2 separate regions of the Mus musculus genome follow, and region 2 is linked to region 1. Evidence: chromatin contacts called from public promoter capture Hi-C data. All regions are on one chromosome and are shown on one strand. The core of a region is the stretch at or near the end of the contact, and the rest is flanking DNA. Distances in the headings are between cores, read along the strand shown. Region 1 overlaps Rprd1b (regulation of nuclear pre-mRNA domain containing 1B). Region 2 holds the start of Snhg11 (small nucleolar RNA host gene 11).

The links. Promoter capture Hi-C pulls out the DNA fragments that hold promoters and counts their contacts.
Region 2: a promoter capture Hi-C map of liver shows a contact between it and region 1, with 2.0 times the contacts expected there. The contact joins the promoter of Snhg11 here to the enhancer-like site in region 1. A contact is called at or near these places in 2 of 39 promoter capture datasets (liver and neural stem cells), 2 of 115 datasets of contacts at active chromatin or transcription factors (acute myeloid leukemia and bone marrow-derived macrophages) and 1 of 9 other capture datasets (adipose tissue).

What each region holds. Positions count from the first base shown.
Region 1 is chr2:158,070,137-158,073,532 of GRCm38.p6, reverse strand. All of the region lies in intron 6 of Rprd1b (regulation of nuclear pre-mRNA domain containing 1B), which reads right to left. 2010009K17Rik (RIKEN cDNA 2010009K17 gene) reads left to right here. Exons shown (of 4, transcript NR_040609.1): 4 at 2,898-3,169. Among named protein-coding and RNA genes, the nearest start is that of 2010009K17Rik, 20 kb to the left of the region's middle. Within about 2 kb of position 2,117, at least 37 of the 459 cell types and tissues checked have an H3K27ac peak or open chromatin away from gene starts, as enhancers often do. A contact at or near this core is called in adipose tissue and liver, where this site is marked.
Region 2 is chr2:158,374,070-158,377,061 of GRCm38.p6, reverse strand. Snhg11 (small nucleolar RNA host gene 11) reads right to left here and starts at 1,349. Exons shown (of 5, transcript NR_164123.1): 1 at 1,174-1,349; 2 at 736-981; 3 at 1-68.

The sequences.
Region 1 (3,396 bases), core at 868-3,367:
TTCTTCAATGCCAAATGCCTTGCACACAGGACACAATCTTGAGGATGTATGGAAAACTATTAAAGAGGACTCTTCCATCAAACCAGGAAGCTCTGGACACACGCGCCTCACTCCATATCCGCCACACCCCACAGTGCCCAGCACAGTAGCGAGATAAATTAGCAACACAGAGAACAAACATACGTATAGGAATCTTCCTCAAACTTGGACTTCAGGCAACACTTTCATTCCTGCAACGGAAGCCACATTTAAGCCTGGGCTCTACAAGGCCAAGGCCCCCTGCCTCTGCCTGCACCAATATTTACGTGGCACTTGTCTTAGACATCAGGCCAATGGTCTCTTTCTAGATGTAACACATGACTAATCATAGCACTTGGAAGCAGGGCTGAAGCAGGAAGATCACGAATTCAAGGCCAACCTGGGCTACACAGAGAGATCCTGTTCAAAAGCAGAACAAATGAAAGCCTTGTGGGCCAAGAGGTTTAAATAATCAACAGGGCAAGCAGGCCTGGCCTCCAAGTTCCTACTGCAGTCAAGACTGCCTTAGAACAAGGGCCTCACGGGGCAGCTCAACAGCCCAGCTTAGTGACAGACAGGGACAGGCCTCGCTGTAGCTAGCCCTCTTATGGTCACTGAGCAGATTCCATCTCCTCCCTTGTTGAAGACTCAGGCTTTCCAAATGAACTCAACTATAAATGCTGTCACGGTCTATCAAAGCATTCAAGAACAAGCCCAAGCAAAACTACCCCATGTGTAACTTCAGTTCAGTTCACATTTCTATTCTTTCCTGTTTTGACACTCCCCAAGGTAGGGGAGTGTACTCCCCACTCCAGCCCCGAGGGAACTTCCCAGTGTCCTGGTTTTAAGCAGGGCAATAAGAGCTCAGGAAAATCAAAGACTCTCATGCCTTTCCTCTTAGCAGTGTGTGGTCCTCGAGCTGTTGCTGAAAGGCTCCCTTGGAGAACAGTGTGCGTCACAACTCCTGCCTCCTCCACAATGAGACCTGTGGCGATGTGAATAAAAATGGCCCTCTCAGGCTCATATATTTGAATCCCTGGTCACTAGAGAGTGGCACTAGTAGAGGAGGGTTAGGAGGTGTGGCTTTATTGTCGGTGTAGCCTTTGCAGGGGAAGTGTCTCACTGCGGGTGGACTTTGAGGTTTCAAACGCCCATGCTAGGCCCAGTTCTCTCTGCCTGTGGATTAGGATATATCTCTTAGCTATTGCTCTAGTGTCATGTGTGCCACCATGTTCGCTGCCATAATGAACTAAGCCTCTGAAACTGTAGACAAACCCCCAGTTAAATGCTTTCTCTTTTAAGCGGTGCCTTGGTCATGACATCTCTTCACAGTGATAGAACAGTGACTATCACCCAGCAGTTTCCTGTGAGTAGGCCCACTAGGAGCACTCTGATTCCCAAAGGATGAAGTTTTCCTGGCTCTTTAGCACTCCAAAAGCCACTTAAACAGGGCAAGGACAGAATCCACAGGCTATTTATTCAGAGTCTCCTATGCTTGTGTGTGATCCTGACCCAGGCATGGGAGTCTACTACTCATGCCTCCCTGTTTGGTCCATGCATTTAAGAGATTAGGAGTCACACCATCAACACCCCAGGATGCTGTTGCTGCAGTGAGTTTACTAGCCGTGGTCTCTCTGGCAGCTGCCCCCCACCCTCCACCTACAATACAAGGTCTTTGTTGCTCTCATTCTTCGCTGGTGCCTTCCCTAAGAAGCCTAGGCAAACCCAACAGTCCCACCCACATGCTTCCTACTTGGGCATACTTCAGTCCCTAGCTGCAGCCGCCAGCCTGCCCACTGAACATCAGTGCAGAACCCTGAAACGGGTCACATCACATCTGACCTTCTGCCACCACCGGAGTCAAGATCCAGGGGACTGTGATGAGCTTCTAGAGTCTCTGTGGCTGCCAAGCAATGTTTCAAATACAGATAGCCTAAGGTGTGTTCTGAGATAATGTCTAGGATTTATGCTCTTGGCAAAGCCTTGGAGTCTTGCCTCACAGCCACAAAGTACAGGAGAAAGTGCACTAACAGCACTGGCTAACACTGTGAACTCAGGGATCATGGCACAGTGAACAAAGCGTTGAGGGAGCAGGGCCTTCCACATTCTTTGCCTTTTATGGCCAGGGCAGTGAGCCAGACCTGACATGCTACAGATGAGCTCTGGGGTAAGAGGTTAAAATGACAGTGACCTTTCTACAGCAATTTCATTTTTGAAACAAACAAAATTGTGTTTCCTCTAGCAACTCACCTAAAAAATGCTGACCCGAATATAAGCTTTTTCAAACCCACTCTTCCCCTGGCTAGAGTGTTTATATAAGTACTAACACTGGGGTGGCCTGAATGCTGAAAAGCAGCTATGGGGCACCATGGCTGTCTCCTTTATCATATTTTGCTGTGATAAATATGGGACATAGGGCACAGCTCCTCCTAGGTGAAAATCATGTGCAATGCAGTTCATGAAGGGCCTTGCTTTAAATAATGGTGGTACCACACTGAATGTAACTCCAAGAGCTACTTTGTAACATAGAGAAGCTGGCTTTTGAGCCTCTGGAGTGCAGCACTTACCTAGCGTGCACAAGGACACAGCTCCAATGCCAGGACCAGGAAGTGGGAAAAGAAAAAGGAAGTAAACTTTTACCTGGATGTGGTCTAACCTAGCCGAGGCCCTCTCAGGCCTCAGAAGGCTCATCCTTCAATGCTCACAGGACCTGCTCTTACAATCAGAAACCTCAGCAAGCACATCTGTTCAGCCATCATCTGGCTGAAAGAACAGCACCTATATCTTCATACTGGAAATAAGAATGCTGCTTCAAATTTTCTGTCACAGATCCATGTAGAACAAAAATCGTCACTAACCTGTCCCTCTCTCCCTGCCAGCTCCAGGGCAGCTACCACATTTCAGAAGGATACATTCTGGGGATCAGAGCAGGGCTGGAGCTGCTGAGTAAGACGCTGGGGAAGATACAAGGAGAAGAAGACACTGTGGCTGCATCCCCACGTCTGCGGACTGGTCAGCTTAATCACTAAAGCCATTGACAAGCATGCACAGAGAACCTTCTAAAAGGACAAATGGCAAATGAGTACAGAGGAATGTCCTCTGGACACCCATCCATCTGTCACATGACAGTGGGCTTCTTAAACACTGGAACATACACAAACTTTTTCTGGGCCCTTCTTTTTCCTCTGGGGACCCTCAAGTGTTTCGACAAAAACCCCAGTCTTGGGGCTCGAGGGATGGCTTGGAGGTTAAGAGCACCTGCTGCTCTTTCTGAGGATCTGGGTTCAATTCCTAGCACCAACATAGTGGCTCATAACCATCTGTAACTCTAACTCCAGGGAATCTGACACACTCCTCTGGCCACTGTAGGTTCCAGGC
Region 2 (2,992 bases), core at 100-2,599, 300 kb before region 1:
TGTGGTCCAGCTGCTTCCTAGCTGGACAGAGACACCTCTCATGTCCCCTCTGCACCAAGCTGTCAATTCTGCAATAAACAAGAAGCATTTAAATCAGCATCTAAATGTCACTTGGCCAAGTCTGACCTGGGCAGAGAACCTGGTGCGACAGCCAAATACAACAGATACACCCGAGGCTGGATAACTAATGACGCAGCACTTTCTCCTGAACAAAGAAAGATGCTAACAACACATTACCTGTCAGAGAGCACTTTTCAGATCGTTCCTCCAAGCTCTGATAAACGGCAGCGACTCCAAAAGGTTTTTTATCCCATCTCCTGCCAAAGAACCTCAAATGGAAAAATGCTGGCTAACTGGCTAACCGCTGGCTTCAAAGACCTCAGCCATATGAAATCTACCTGCCCCCACTCGAAGACCAACTTACGTTCAAAATGAGAAATCGGTTTCATTCATACCACAGGGCATAGCTACCATACAGCCAGGCACTAGGGTTCAAAATAAGACAAGCAGCCAGATCTGCCTTTGCAACTTCCCTACCTGGGAATGAAGGAACTAGTTCACAAAGGACCTGAGGTCTTTATGGCCTGAGTCCAGACTCCCAAGCTTTCCTGCACAGGGTCTTTGCTAGGCTGACCTCTGAACCTGGGTGAATTCCACACTACCCCTCTGCTGGTGCCCATAGGTAGGCTAAAATTAGGTGGCACTCAGGCTTCAAGGTGCACCCGCAGCACTTACCGGGATACTTGCTTCCTGGATGGTGGCACCCACCAGTGAGTGCGGAGAGTGGGGAGAGGGGTGTTGGCTGCCGCAGGTTTTGCGTCGTCATCCTTGGTGTCAAGAGGGCCTTGCGGCAAAGGCTCATCTGGGAAACAGCCCTTGGGAAAGGGTTCAAAGCAAGGCGCCACACAGGAGTCCTAGCATCCCGTCCTAGGGTCCTGGGCTTATCAGCTTGGAAGGACGCAGGTCAACAGTCCGAGAACCCTGTGTAAGAAAGGACAAGAGGCTTCGCATGCCTCATGAACCTCACCTGGGTTCAGCCCCCAACCCTCCACCTCCGCCCGGACACTAGCACTGCGTCCCCTGGTCTTTCTCTCCTACCGGCTCCCTCCCCTAAGGCTGGGCGTAAGCTCAACTGTAGCCCACCGACCCTGCAAGGCGGAAGTCCCAGCCTACCAACGATCTCTTTTCCAGTACTCCAGGAGGTCCATAGCTCTCAAGGGTTGGAGGATCACGCCTGCACCCTAGCTTCCCGGCTCCTGGGTTTATCCGGTTAAAGAAGACTGGAGGTCTTGGAAGCGGCCAAGAGCGCAGAGCCGAGGTGACTTGCCTAGCAGGCTGAGTGCGTGAGTGAGTGCCGCAGTGCGGGACTGCGCAGGACACTCCCCGAAAACCGCAGTGTCTGCCCAGCTGCGGCTGCGCGCGCTGCAGTCTCCAGCTTCGCCTTTGCGCAACTGGCCAGTGGGCGTGGCTCTGCAGCGTCCCCTGCAGGAGTAGAACCGAAATGCTTACTGCGCCATCGAGGCTCTCCTTCCTTAGTCCTAGCTTCCATTCTTCCGATCAGTCCATGCATCCATTTTGCCAGAAAATATGTGCAGAACGCCAGCTTCCTCTCATCCCATTAGTCATCTATCATACTGACCCACCTGCCTTCTTATGTATCTATTCATCTGCATGCATCTGTCTGCCTGTCCATCCATCCATCCATCCATCCATCCATCTATCCATATACTCATCTAGCTTTGCATCCACCCATAATATCGTATCAAGGGCCAGACTACGCACTAAAAAATAAAAGGAATAAGACAAACATGATCCATAACTCGGCTATATTTTAATCAGTATGATAAACAAATAGGCCAGAAAATTCAACCACTAAAAATCATAAGTGCAGGGCTGGAGAGATGGCTCAGTGATTAAGAGCGCTGACTGCTCTTCCAAAGGATCCGGGTTCAATTCCCAGCACCCAGATGGAAGCTCATAACTGTGACTCCGAAAATCTCACACCCTTACACAGACATATATGCAGACAAAAAACTATTGCACATAAAATAAAATAAATGTTAAAAAAAAACCATAAGCACTACAAATGAAATAGTGGTAGGCAGATTGTGACAGTGGTGACCTATTTATTTATCCAGCGTAGACATCAGGGCTGTCTCTGAAGAGAAGACAGTCTAAAGCCTGATGGAAAATAAGGAATGAATTATGGAATGTTCAGTATACTATATCCAGGAGGGTTTGCACAAAGTGAAGTAGAGACATCAAGCTCATGCAAGTGGCTCAGCAGTGCTTCTTGTTTTAGTTTGACTTGCCTTTCTTGAGACAGGGTCTCTATTTAGTCTTAGCTGTCCTGGAACTCACTACATAGACCAGGCTAACTTTGAAGAATTCACAAAGATCCTCCTGCCTTTGCCTTCTGAGTGATGGGATTAAAGCTGTGTGCTACCATGCCCGGCTGTTTCATGTGCCCTTTTTTAAGAGTTAGGTTGATGTGTGTGTGTGTGTGTGTGTGTGTGTGTGTGTGTGTGTGTGTGTTTGGTAGGCACACATGTCATGGTGCACATTTAGATATTGGAAGACCGCTTCTGAGTTGGTCTCTTCTACCACGTGGTCCTGGAGTGGTTTTTGGTTTGGTTTGTTTTTTTTCTGAGACAGGATTTCTCTGTGTAGCCCTGGCTGTCCTAGAAATCACTCTGTAGACCAGGCTGGCCTCAAGGCCTCAAACTCAGAGATCTGCCTACCTATGCTGGGATTAAAGGCACGTGCTACCACTGCCTGGCAGGTTGTCATTCCTGAGGACACATGCCTTTACTGGTTTCACCATCTAGTCCAGTCTAGCCATGTCATCCCAGTATGATACGACTCTGATACCTTGATCTCAATGCAACGAAGGAATACAACCAGCAGCCAGTATTTTTGAGCACACAAAATATTTCAGGTGTTTTGACCCATTTAATTATTATTCCAGTATTACAGACTGAATGGTGACTCC